Linked DNA regions of Gossypium arboreum: region 1 is linked to region 2. A link is a contact called in public Hi-C data. All regions are on one chromosome and are shown on one strand. Each heading gives the region's core, a stretch centred on a gene start, on an enhancer-like site or on the middle of the called end of the contact. The rest is flanking DNA. Distances are from core to core; before and after follow the strand shown.

Region 1 (5,714 bases), core at 448-2,947, 240 kb after region 2:
CCAAACCACCAATGGTCCCCTGTTGATGTTCCTTTGACAATCGACAATTGGACTCAACGCGTTCAGCTGCGACGCACCTGACTCTGATAGATGCCAGGGGCCTGATGGGGGAATCTTTGCGGCTTCAGTCAACAATGTAACTTTTCGAAGACCAATGGTGTCTCTTCTGAATGCTTATTACAATAATTTACAAGGATATTATAGTACGGATTTCCCTGATAAACCAGAAAAGATGTATGATTTTGTAAATGGGGCTCCCAATAACATTAGTGTCGATACACAATCCGCAATAGGGACTCAAGTTAGTATCTTGGAACATGGTTGGGCAGTTCAAGTCATATTTCAAGACACTGGCACAGTAGGAACTGAGAAGCATCCCATACACCTTCACGGCTTTAGCTTCTACTTGTTGGGCACTGGTCTTGGCAACTATAACTCCACCACTGCACTTCTTAACTTGTACAATCCTTCCTCCCTATAGGAACACAGTGGGTGTGCCAGAAGGCAGATGGGCAGTCATTCGATTCAGAGCTGATAATCCAGGTGAATTTCATAGCTAAAAACCATAAAATTTTTCATTCAGTTTTGTTTTTATTTTGTCACCTTGATTACTTTATTAACTGTAATGAATAATTCAGGAATGAGGTTCATGCATTGCCATCTGGAAGTGCACACAACATGGGGACTGTCAATGGCTTTTCTAGTGAAGAATGGGAAAGGCAAAATGCAGAATTTGCCACCTCCACCTCCTGATCTTCCACTCTGCTGATCTGTAAATTTGTGCTGGGTTTTCCCTTTCGTACCATTTATCCCATTTTATTTTTATGTTTGCTAGTACGTAGACTATTGCCCAAGTTATATGAAAATAATGGATTTGTTTGGTTATTTGTTGAACTCAAGTAATGTAATTCCAAGAATAGTTCGACTTTTGTAAACCGTAATGGTTTATTGGGCTTCAGGACCATATAGACAACGAATAAGATGTTTAACTGGGTGTTTTCCCTTTTCTTTCCTATTTGGGCCAAATAATCCATTAATGGGCTCCATTGATTTTGGAGCATTTTTTTTACCATTTCTTATAGCCTTTAGCATTACGCAAAAAGAAAAAAAAAAAGAAGAAGAAGCTTTTAGCATTACTCAACTGATTAATTGATTGATGTAGCCCTTTTTATTAGTATCATTTAATTGATTTTTTTTTAGAAAGAAATTTTGATATCCAATAGCTAAAACTTATATCTAGGTAGAGACAAAACTTTTGGATGAGGCGACTCCACCACCACAACCTTGCTGTACCCCAAACCTAAAAAAAGAACGGACCTCGTCGCTCTTCAACTCCCCGCTTCGCTAACCCTCCATTTGTTTATTGCACCCACCCGTCCACGCCCCACCTTTGCTTAATCTATATTATAAAAATAGTCAGTCACCAACCTCCCACTGACCGTCACCTCATATCTCACACTCTTGTTGTGGGTTCCAATTTTTCTATAATAAATAAAATACCATCAAAATATAAATATAAGTTGAAGTAATTATAAATATTAAAGTATTAAAATAGATAGTTAAAAGTTAATTATAATACAAAATCAAACTATTACATTATAAGTAGGTTAGAAATTAATACAATTTAATCTAAAATTAATAAACTGAGCAAAACTAAAACTCACTTATTAACAACTGCACTTGAAGAGTTGAAAACTTACACAAAAAATTAAGCATGCAAGTATAGAACATAGTTACTCACAACTTTCATATATTTTTTCTATATAAAATTAATCATTTCTTATAACTTATGAACCATAATTTAATTATGGTATTAATATTTTCTATTAAATCTATTTTTTTTTCTATTAAATCTAGGTGGAAGAACTTGAAATAAATACATTTAAGTCCTAAGAATAGAGGGTTGGGTTGGGTACGTGTCCAAGAATGTATCACGTGTTTATCCTCAATACAGCGCTTGCCCTGAAAAAGTGAAACATCCGCAGCATCCGCAGAGCCGAAGGGAGAGGGAGAGAGGGAGAGGGAGAGGCAGCGAAGAAGCTCCGGAGATCGTCGATTCTCGTTTAGGTCTTTCTTCGGAGCTTCTTTCTTCTTTCTTTCTCTTTGCTTTCTTTCCTTTTTGTCTCTAACATTCAGGTGTCGAATAATACCAGATTAAGCCGCTTCAACAGGTTCTTTTTTTTTCTTTCATTATCAAGTTCTGCATTTTATTTGGCTATTGTCTGTAGTTTGTAGGTAGTTGTTGAGAGTTCTAGTTTTTGTGAATTATATTTCTCAGCATTTAGATTCTTTAAATTACCTACGTTTTTTTTTTCTTCTTTTTTGATGATTAAAAATTTAAAATTATCCATGTGTTTTTGTCATTGATGTATGCAGAATTCATATGTTTTCTTTTTATTGTATGCCAGAAATATTTAACTTTAAAAAGGCATTTGTACACTTAAGCTATGTTTTGGTTACTCGTTTCTTCTAATGCTCAAAAGTTGCTAAGAAAAGAATAAAAAACAATGTATCCAAAACCATTTTTCATGAGTAATATTATTATTTTTGTTAAAATCCAGTTAATATATTATTATTATTTTTTGATCTAAATGCAATTTGAATAATTCTTGAGCCATGTGAGTAGCTTAAGTGATTTCAACTCTTCCCATTCTTTCCTTTTTGTTGTTGAATTTTGTGAGCTTATGCATCTTTGCTACGCTCCTAAAGCCCAAACCTTAATGTACATAATACATATAATATAATATACCTCTATTTTGTCTGCTATTTCAGGTATTGAGACAAATATGCTTCCTTAGAGGAAATTGCTGGTAGGTGGTTACACGCGTGTCAACGTATAGCCTTTTGTTTGCAATACAAGGTCTGGTATTCTCTCAAACGGTGGTTGAATTAAGGGAACTTGATATAAGGGTTAAAGATGCCAGCAGTTGTGTTTTCTAAGCTAAAACCTGTTGTATTTACTGGTTTTCAAAGGTCTCTTACAGGAAAACAAGTTCCGTTGTCCGACTCAGCAAGTTCATTGCTTAGACAGCTCAAATTTTTGTCTGTGAATTCAGGGTTGATTCAGTCTTTCTCTTACTCTGGTAAATCTCTATCTGATAATAGTTGTATTCGGAACCTGTTTTGTCTTAGGGCAAAAACAATGGCTGTGTCTAGTTCCAAGGCTGTTTTCGGAGATGTTTATATGGATGAGTTGGTAGCAAGTTGTGGGAATGGCTTGGACTTCTTGAAACCTAGTGGGGTTTATTTTGCTGATCGAAGTCAAAGCAGTTGCCAAAAAGCTAGCCTGATTTTGAGAAAGCAAGAACAGCGCAACAATCGTCTTGTTTGTGGGTACAATTTTTGTGACGCAGTGCAGAGAAATACCGGATATAATCTTCCTTTTGGTCCAAGGATGAAAAATATCCACACATCATCTTTGTCTTGTACCTCTTCTAGGGCAGCTCATGATTTGTCATTTGATGGGAGTTCTAAGGATGAACGGGCTGCAAGTTTACCTGTAAAGAATGTCCTCTTATCTTCAATTTATTTTATATGTTACCATTTGTCCCTTCTTTTAACTTCTTTTTTTAATTTTACAAATTATATTTGAGTAGTAATCTACAAATACAATAATCTTTATACTTTTCTGATATTAGCTATTCTCAAGCATTTTAAGACGATATCTACACATGTACTTATTTTCCACCGTTTGGTTCTTTGGTGTTGATTTCAGAGCTATTCCAAACAAGAAAAGCTTTAGACTAGTTTCAGGGTCTTGTTATCTCCCACATCCTGCTAAGGAAGAAACAGGAGGAGAGGATGCTCACTTCATTTGTGCCAATGACGAAGCCATAGGGGTAGCTGATGGTGTTGGTGGCTGGGTGGAAGTTGGCGTTGATGCTGATGAATTTGCCCGTGAACTTATGTGTAATTCAGTGGCAGCAATTCAAGATGAACCAAAGGGTTCCATTGACCCAGCCAGAGTATTAGAGAAAGCCCATTCAAGCACAAAATCACAAGGATCCTCAACTGCCTGCATCATTGCCCTTACAGAGGAGGTTTGTTTTCTTTTGTTAATAAAGATGAGCAGAGACAATCTTTAGATGAATTTTCATTGACATTTATTGATGAGTCCACTAGGATATGATACTTACAAGGAAACAGAAAAGCTTTCTTAGATTCTTTTTCATTGTTCTTCATGATTAACTTGCTATTGGTTTTTATGATTTAATAGGTGTGGTGAGCTCTACCTAACTTGTTCCGCAAGTTTTTTAGCTTATTATGCCCACATCCAAACAAAGAAAGAAGAAAATTCATTTTCTTAAAATATCAGACTTTATTTCTTCAGGAAAAGTAGTTAAGCTTTTAAATTTTACTCTTGGTAAAGTTGTATGTTGCAGAGTTCCTCTATTCCTGAGAACTGAAGTCCTAGCCACATTATTAGTTATTTTGTGAACTTAGCAAGAGCATTTGACTGCATGAACACATGAACCTATTGAAATATCTGTCTTTTCTTATTTACATTCATCAGTTTCCGTATCTCAATCCGTGTTTTAGGTGGATCGACTGCTATAATCTCATTCCTTGTCTGTATACTGGAATATGACTTGTTTTTAATGGCCGTAAAGAATTGATCTAGCTTGATTTTTAGAGCTCATTGGATTGCTCAGTTGCCCGAATCTAAAAAGGTCGATAAGATTTTAGCGATCAAATTATATCCCATATGATATCATGTAGTTTACTACTCTCAACAGGGGATACATGCAATAAATCTGGGGGACAGCGGTTTCATTGTGGTTAGGGATGGCTGCACCGTCTACCATTCCCCAGTCCAGCAACACGGTTTCAATTTTACATATCAATTGGAGAGTGGTGACGGTGGTGATCTACCAAGCTCTGGTCAGGTTAGTTGATGTTTTATGATATTCCATTTTGATACAAGGGATTGATAGCAGTGTTCTTTTTTATTTCCCTCCTTTTTGACCTTAAGATAACTTTGAATAGGATAGGAACTCGTGGCTTGCTTTCCTCGGTTTTTAGGATCTTTTATCGCTAAATGGTTAACTTTAACTAAAAGTAAAGATTGTTTAAGTTTTAATTGTTGGACCTCATGTAGCTGCATTCTTAAATGGTTTCACTGTGGGTGTTAAGAGTTATTATATTCATAATAATTGCTTATATCTTGTGAAGGCAGATATCAATTTTCTATTTTCCTTTCTTTTTCTACTTATGTTTGATGGGATGATGATTTTGGGATGTTGTCTTCCATAGAAGATATGAAGCTATTTTACCTATTCACAGTCCCTAATCTATCATTGTTGGAATAATGTGGCCAGGTTTTCAAAATTCCTGTTCTGTCAGGTGATGTGATTATCGCTGGAACAGATGGGTTGTTTGATAACTTGTATAATAATGAGATTACTGCTGCTGTTGTTCATGGTTTAAGAGCTGGCTTCAATCCCCAATTGATGGCTAAGCAGATAGCAACATTGGCTCGTGAACGAGCTGTGGATAAGAACCGACAGACACCGTTTGCCAAAGCAGCTCAAGATGCTGGGTTTCGTTACTATGGTGGCAAGCTTGACGACATCACTGTTGTTGTGTCGTATATTGCTGGCTCTTCCAATACGTGAAACCTAGTGAAAGAAACATTCATATTGGCCTTTCTTTATGCACTTGTGATTCACGAGAAGTTTTGATCCTTGATTTTTGTTCAATAAGTAATTCCGTCG
Region 2 (5,429 bases), core at 225-2,724:
TCTGATGTCAATCAATTGACCTAATCCCTTATTCATTTTGGCCATATGTACCAAAGAATTCCATAATATAAAAACTTTAACCATCAAACCTTAAGTTTCCATCCCCTTGCATGTTCTGAAATATACCAAAGTCCTTGCACCACCTTGACAAATGCCACTTAATTGGACCTCAAACTCTAGAAGGGAAAAATCATCCAGATTAAGATTATCTTTAGCTTTGGCAGAACTAAGAACTGATTTCCCACCAAAAGAGGCAGACAGGTTGCTAGCAATCGTCAAGGACTAGTCTCTAGTGTGAATTACAAAAAAAGAAAACTTGATATTTCTTAATCCATAAAAGAATCGATAAAGCTAGAAGAACAACTTAGCTAGAATGGCATACCATGAAAACAATGACTATAGAAGATTAGCAACAAAATTTTATAGCTCCTGCTAGGGTGCTATGTGTATCCAACTTCTAGATCCCACCCACTTAATGCAAATTCCCCAAAAGGAAGATGAAGTTTCATAAAAGGATCAAGAGCAGAAATTATACTTGAATGAAATGTAAACTACGTATAAAACCCCAGAAGCAATTAAAGAAAAAGCTAGTTGCTTTTGTTCATCTACATGTAAAAAGTTTACTGAACAATCGCACGTTAAGCAAAGCATGTGTTTAATCAAATGCTGAAATGCAAGAATTATTCTAGATCACACGAAGATAAGCATAACTAACAATGAGAAGAAACCTAAATCCTCACCGTTGGTTGGACTGGAAGAGGATCAAGATCCACGGAGCGTATGGACATCTTAGCGATCTCACTAACTGCATCCTCTCTAACCCCAGGCACATCACTGGTCAACTCCTCGTAGGCAGCCTCAAATGCCTCTTGCCAAAACCTAGGTAATCTAATCCGACGGCTGTTAGTGTACACATCCCACATGTGCTTCACCACCTTCTCTCTCTCCTCCATTTCCTAACCGAAAATGAAACAAGAAAAAGAAAATAATTGAGTAGCGAGAAGTGAGAACAGAACTTCAGGCAAAAGCAGAATTAGAAAAAGAAAAAAAAAGAAGAGAAAATTTGTGGGGAACATACGAGAACGTCTAGATCGTCGTGAATATGGCTATCAAAATCATCTGAAAAACGGTTGAGGTTACCGGCTGACCACCGCAGAGTAACGGTGCCGGTGAACATCGACCAGAATGCCAATAACAAAATCGCCGCTAAAGCCCAGAACTTGTAACGACCTTTACCAAATAAACTCGAATCTGAGCTTTCCTTCTTCACATTCGCTAACGCCGTTGTTGTCGTTGCAGTTGTCGTCGGCAGAGTATCGTCATTCTTCATTTCTTTTTTTCTTCTTGCGTTCTTTGTTTAGTAGAAATGGTGTGGACTTGGATTTGGAAGGAAACCGACAAAGGGAACTGATCTTTGATTTGCCGTTTTAATTTTGATCCATTTGCCGTTTTGAGAGAAAAGGACTGAATTAGTAATTGTATGTAAATGTCATTCTATGCGGGCCACCACACTTGATTAATTTGTGGACGATATTGACCGTTGATGTGAATCTGATAATAGATTTGACCGTTTTGCCAGTGTTCTTGTCAATTTCATTTTCATATAACCCACCGACTCCACACGGCGCCGTCTCTCACTTTGAGATCGCATTTCATTTTAAGGACAAATTCTGCTACTAGTCCTTATACTATGAGTAAGTTGCAGATCTAATCCTTATACTCTTCTTAATCTTTGTCTTTCTTGAATATTGAAATTGATATTTCAATCCTAATCCAATTGGTAACAGCTAGGTTAGATTCTGCTATTAGTTACTTACTATGCTAAAATTGTGAATTTAGTCTCTAATTTTCAATTTAATCATTTTTAATTTTATACTTTTCAAATTTTGAAATTTTCATTTTAACTTAAATAGTACCCGTTAAATTCATTAATTAAAATGATATTATGCATATAATAATATATTTACTGCATTAAATTTTAAAAATAACATAAATTAATTTAATAAATTTAAAGTTTAGTTAAAATTGAAAATTTAAAATTTACGAAATTATTTGTAAGAATTTGAGTTAGCGGGAGGTAAAAAAAAGATTGGAGGTTTAGAATTAACTTTTTTAGTACAAATATTAATTTTAAATCATGTTGAACAATTAAACTTTTATTTTTCATTAACGAAATAAAATAAAATAAAATAAAACAACAATAATGTTCTAAGAGGCAATTAAGGGAGAAATCTATCCCAACCCAACAGACTAATGCTAGAGACATTGAAATTATTAGTGGCAAAATACAAAACCAAAATAGCTTAAAGAAAAGAAGGAAAATCATTCCAACCTAGAACGAAATGCTGATGATAGTGAGCTGCTCTATTAGCACGGAAGGATATTAGTTGAAATTGAGATTTCAAACGTAAATAGTCGTGAACAATGGTGCCAAACTAGGAGATGTCTTGCTTCAGTTTAGTACTAGCATGGACAGCCTCCTGGCAATCGATTCATGCAGCGAAGACAAAGCCTCTCTTATCGACATGATTTTAATAAGTTTCTGTTCCATCCCGACCCCCAACGATCCAGACAAGCCTTTGACAAAATGGCCAGAGGGGTCACAAACAAGAATCCCAAAGCCCCATCCACATTGCATTTCATCCAACCTTCCGGTGGTCTTTCCCAGCCATTTGAAGTACCTGCAGCTGTTTGAAACTTTCCCAAGCATCGTTCCAATCCTGCAAATAACCATCAGAAAAAGAACAATTCGATTAGGAGACTCGTCAACAGATTTCCAGCAAAGAAGGTTTCAATGGAACCATAAACTCCAAGCTATAAGCAAAACCCGATTCTGATGTGCAAGACCAGCATTTGAAATATAATACACAAGAAGTTCATGCACCGATTGGAAATTTGTGCTAATACCAACACACTGCCAAGCATCGGCAGCCTGAGAGCAATGCAACAAGATTGTTACGGTGAATTGATTTCATTTCTGTAAAATTCCCTTACCAGAATGTTAAGGGGCTGGAATTCATTGGAAAGAAAGAAGGGCTGCAACTTCCATCTGGTTTTGCGGCCAGCATTGCTGAAAAGTCAAACTGGAATTTGAAGATGGAGAGAGAGGGACGGTGAGTGGAGGGGGAGAGAGAGGGGGCGGTGGACGGGGAAGGGAAAGGTCATTTATTTTTATTTTATTTAATTATATTTTAATAAGACGATGACTTAGTGAAATTTTATTGTTGACATTTTTTTTTACTGAGGGCACTAACAGCAGGTATCAATTTCTATATCGGAATTAAAGTTTAGTATCATAAAAAAATAATTTAGGTACTTAACTCAAATAAATCTAATAGTTTAGGTAGCTATTATTAATTAAACCTTTTCATTTAAAAGATATTATGCAAATACTACTTTTTTCCCATATATATAAGCTTAAAGGAGTGGATCGATCAATATGCCAGCATGTAAAGTTATCTCTTTTTGAATATTTAAAGTATTACACAAAAGTGAAAAAGAAAGCAGAAAAATCAAATAGGAATACGAACCTTTTAGCATTGAGCATCTTGTAAAGCAAATGGCCAGTAATAAGTGTTTTTAATTATACAAATATTTTTAATTAAAATAAATTATATTATTTGAGGATAATTTAATTTTTATTTAAATAAATAAATAAAAATTAGTATATGATAAAATTTGAGTCCAAACCAATTATATTTGTAAAATTTTTAATTTAACACTCAACTAAAATTTTAATTTGATATTTTTATATATTTCAATTTTTATTATACACATTTTATTACCTTCATCAATTTTATATATATTAATATATTTGATTAAATTAGTATTACAAGTTAACTCGATACCAACTCAAAATTGATAAAAATACTGTAATAAATAATTTTAATCTATTTTTTATTTTAATATAGTACATATTTCATGCGTTATTATTAATTAGTTTCAAAATATACATTTCATTATTTACTATATATTATTTTTAAACTCACATTTATATTCTAAATTTGTGATTTCCACATACATACACATATTATAATATTTCTAATATATAATATATTTTAACTAGAATATATATCCGTTTATTATATTTATATTGAAATTTTATTTAGATAGCATGAAATGTATACCATATTTTTATTTTTTATTTTATTTTTGTAACAATATCAATAACCTTACCAGCTAATATATCACTAGCGTTTGTTATTTTGTAAGCTCAAATTCTGCTATTGAGTTGTGGATTTAGTACATGTATTTTAACTTAGTTAATTTTAGTTTTTATATTTTTAGAATTTAGAAATTTTAGTTTTAATCAAATAATAACTACTAAATTCATAAAGTTAAATTATATTATTTTTAAAATTTGATGTGTCAAACGTATTAGCACGTATAATGCTATGGTTGTTTATTATTTGGTTATATTTTGCTACTAGTCCCTATACTTTTCGAATTAGTCAATTTTAGTCCTTATACTTTTAAATTTTAAAATATTAATCTTTTTCCAGATAGTAACAGTTAAATCTGTTTGGTTAAATTTAATTATTAGTCATGTACTATGTGTACAATTGTAGTTTTAGTCTATATTCTTCGATTGGACCATTCTAAGTCCCTATACTTTTTGAATTTAGAAATTTTAGTTTTGACGCAAATGACAGTGGTTAACCCATTAATTAGATTTTTAGTTAGTAATATGTGGAAATAATAAGTGGACATGGCATTACACATATGATAATATATTTGGCACATCAGAATTTGGAAATAATAGAACTTTTTGTAATGAATTTAACAATTATTGTTTGGTGATGATTGGAATTTTAAAATTTAGAAAGTACAAGGACTAAATGACCAAATAAAAGTATAAGGATTAAATCCACAACTTTTGCAAAGTATAGGGACTAATAGAAGAAATTAACTTTGCAATTTTCACATATTACTCACAAAAAATCAGTTAATAGATTTAACGCCTTTCGTTTTCATTAAGACTAAAATTTTGAAATTCAAAAAATATAGTCACTAAGAGTAGTCCAATTGGTGAACATGGACTTAATATATAACTTTACGCATAATACAAGACTAATGAAATAATTTAACTAAACAAATTTAGCAGTTATTATTGGGTCAAGCTAAAATTTCAAAATTCAAAAAGTATAAAGACTAAAATTGATCAAATTGAAGTATAAATACTAAATCCGCGATTTATACAAGGTACAATCTGTAATGGCAGAATTTGATTTTTTTGTATTAACTATGACTTTAATATGTTAGACTTTGATATATTATGGAAATATAAAACGCATATTTATGAATCAAAATGCTTGTTGTGAGCACTGTCAAAGTTTAATGGGAAGGTTGGGCCGATCTTGCATAATCAGGGCTTGTATCGAGGGATCCGCTGTCCCCTTATTTATTCACCCTTTTGCACCGAAGGTCTT

Evidence for each region. A called contact is a pair of places that touch in the nucleus more often than the background predicts.
Region 1: a Hi-C map of leaf shows a contact between it and region 2, with 2.7 times the contacts expected there. The contact joins the promoter of LOC108465033 here to the promoter of LOC108470946 in region 2. A contact is called at or near these places in 2 of 5 Hi-C or Micro-C datasets (both in leaf).

The regions. Positions count from the first base shown.
Region 1 is chr11:28,217,416-28,223,129 of ASM2569848v2, forward strand. LOC108465033 (probable protein phosphatase 2C 80) reads left to right here and starts at 1,698. Exons shown (of 6, transcript XM_053020883.1): 1 at 1,698-2,171; 2 at 2,773-3,042; 3 at 3,133-3,508; 4 at 3,732-4,040; 5 at 4,737-4,886; 6 at 5,319-5,714. The coding sequence starts at 2,918. The coding sequence ends at 5,615. It also overlaps the pseudogene LOC108465025.
Region 2 is chr11:27,981,857-27,987,285 of ASM2569848v2, forward strand. LOC108470946 reads right to left here and starts at 1,475. Exons shown (of 3, transcript XM_017772478.2): 1 at 1,079-1,475; 2 at 741-956. The coding sequence starts at 1,330. LOC108473203 reads right to left here and starts at 3,157. Exons shown (of 2, transcript XM_017774738.2): 1 at 2,995-3,157; 2 at 2,198-2,720. The coding sequence starts at 3,068. The coding sequence ends at 2,453.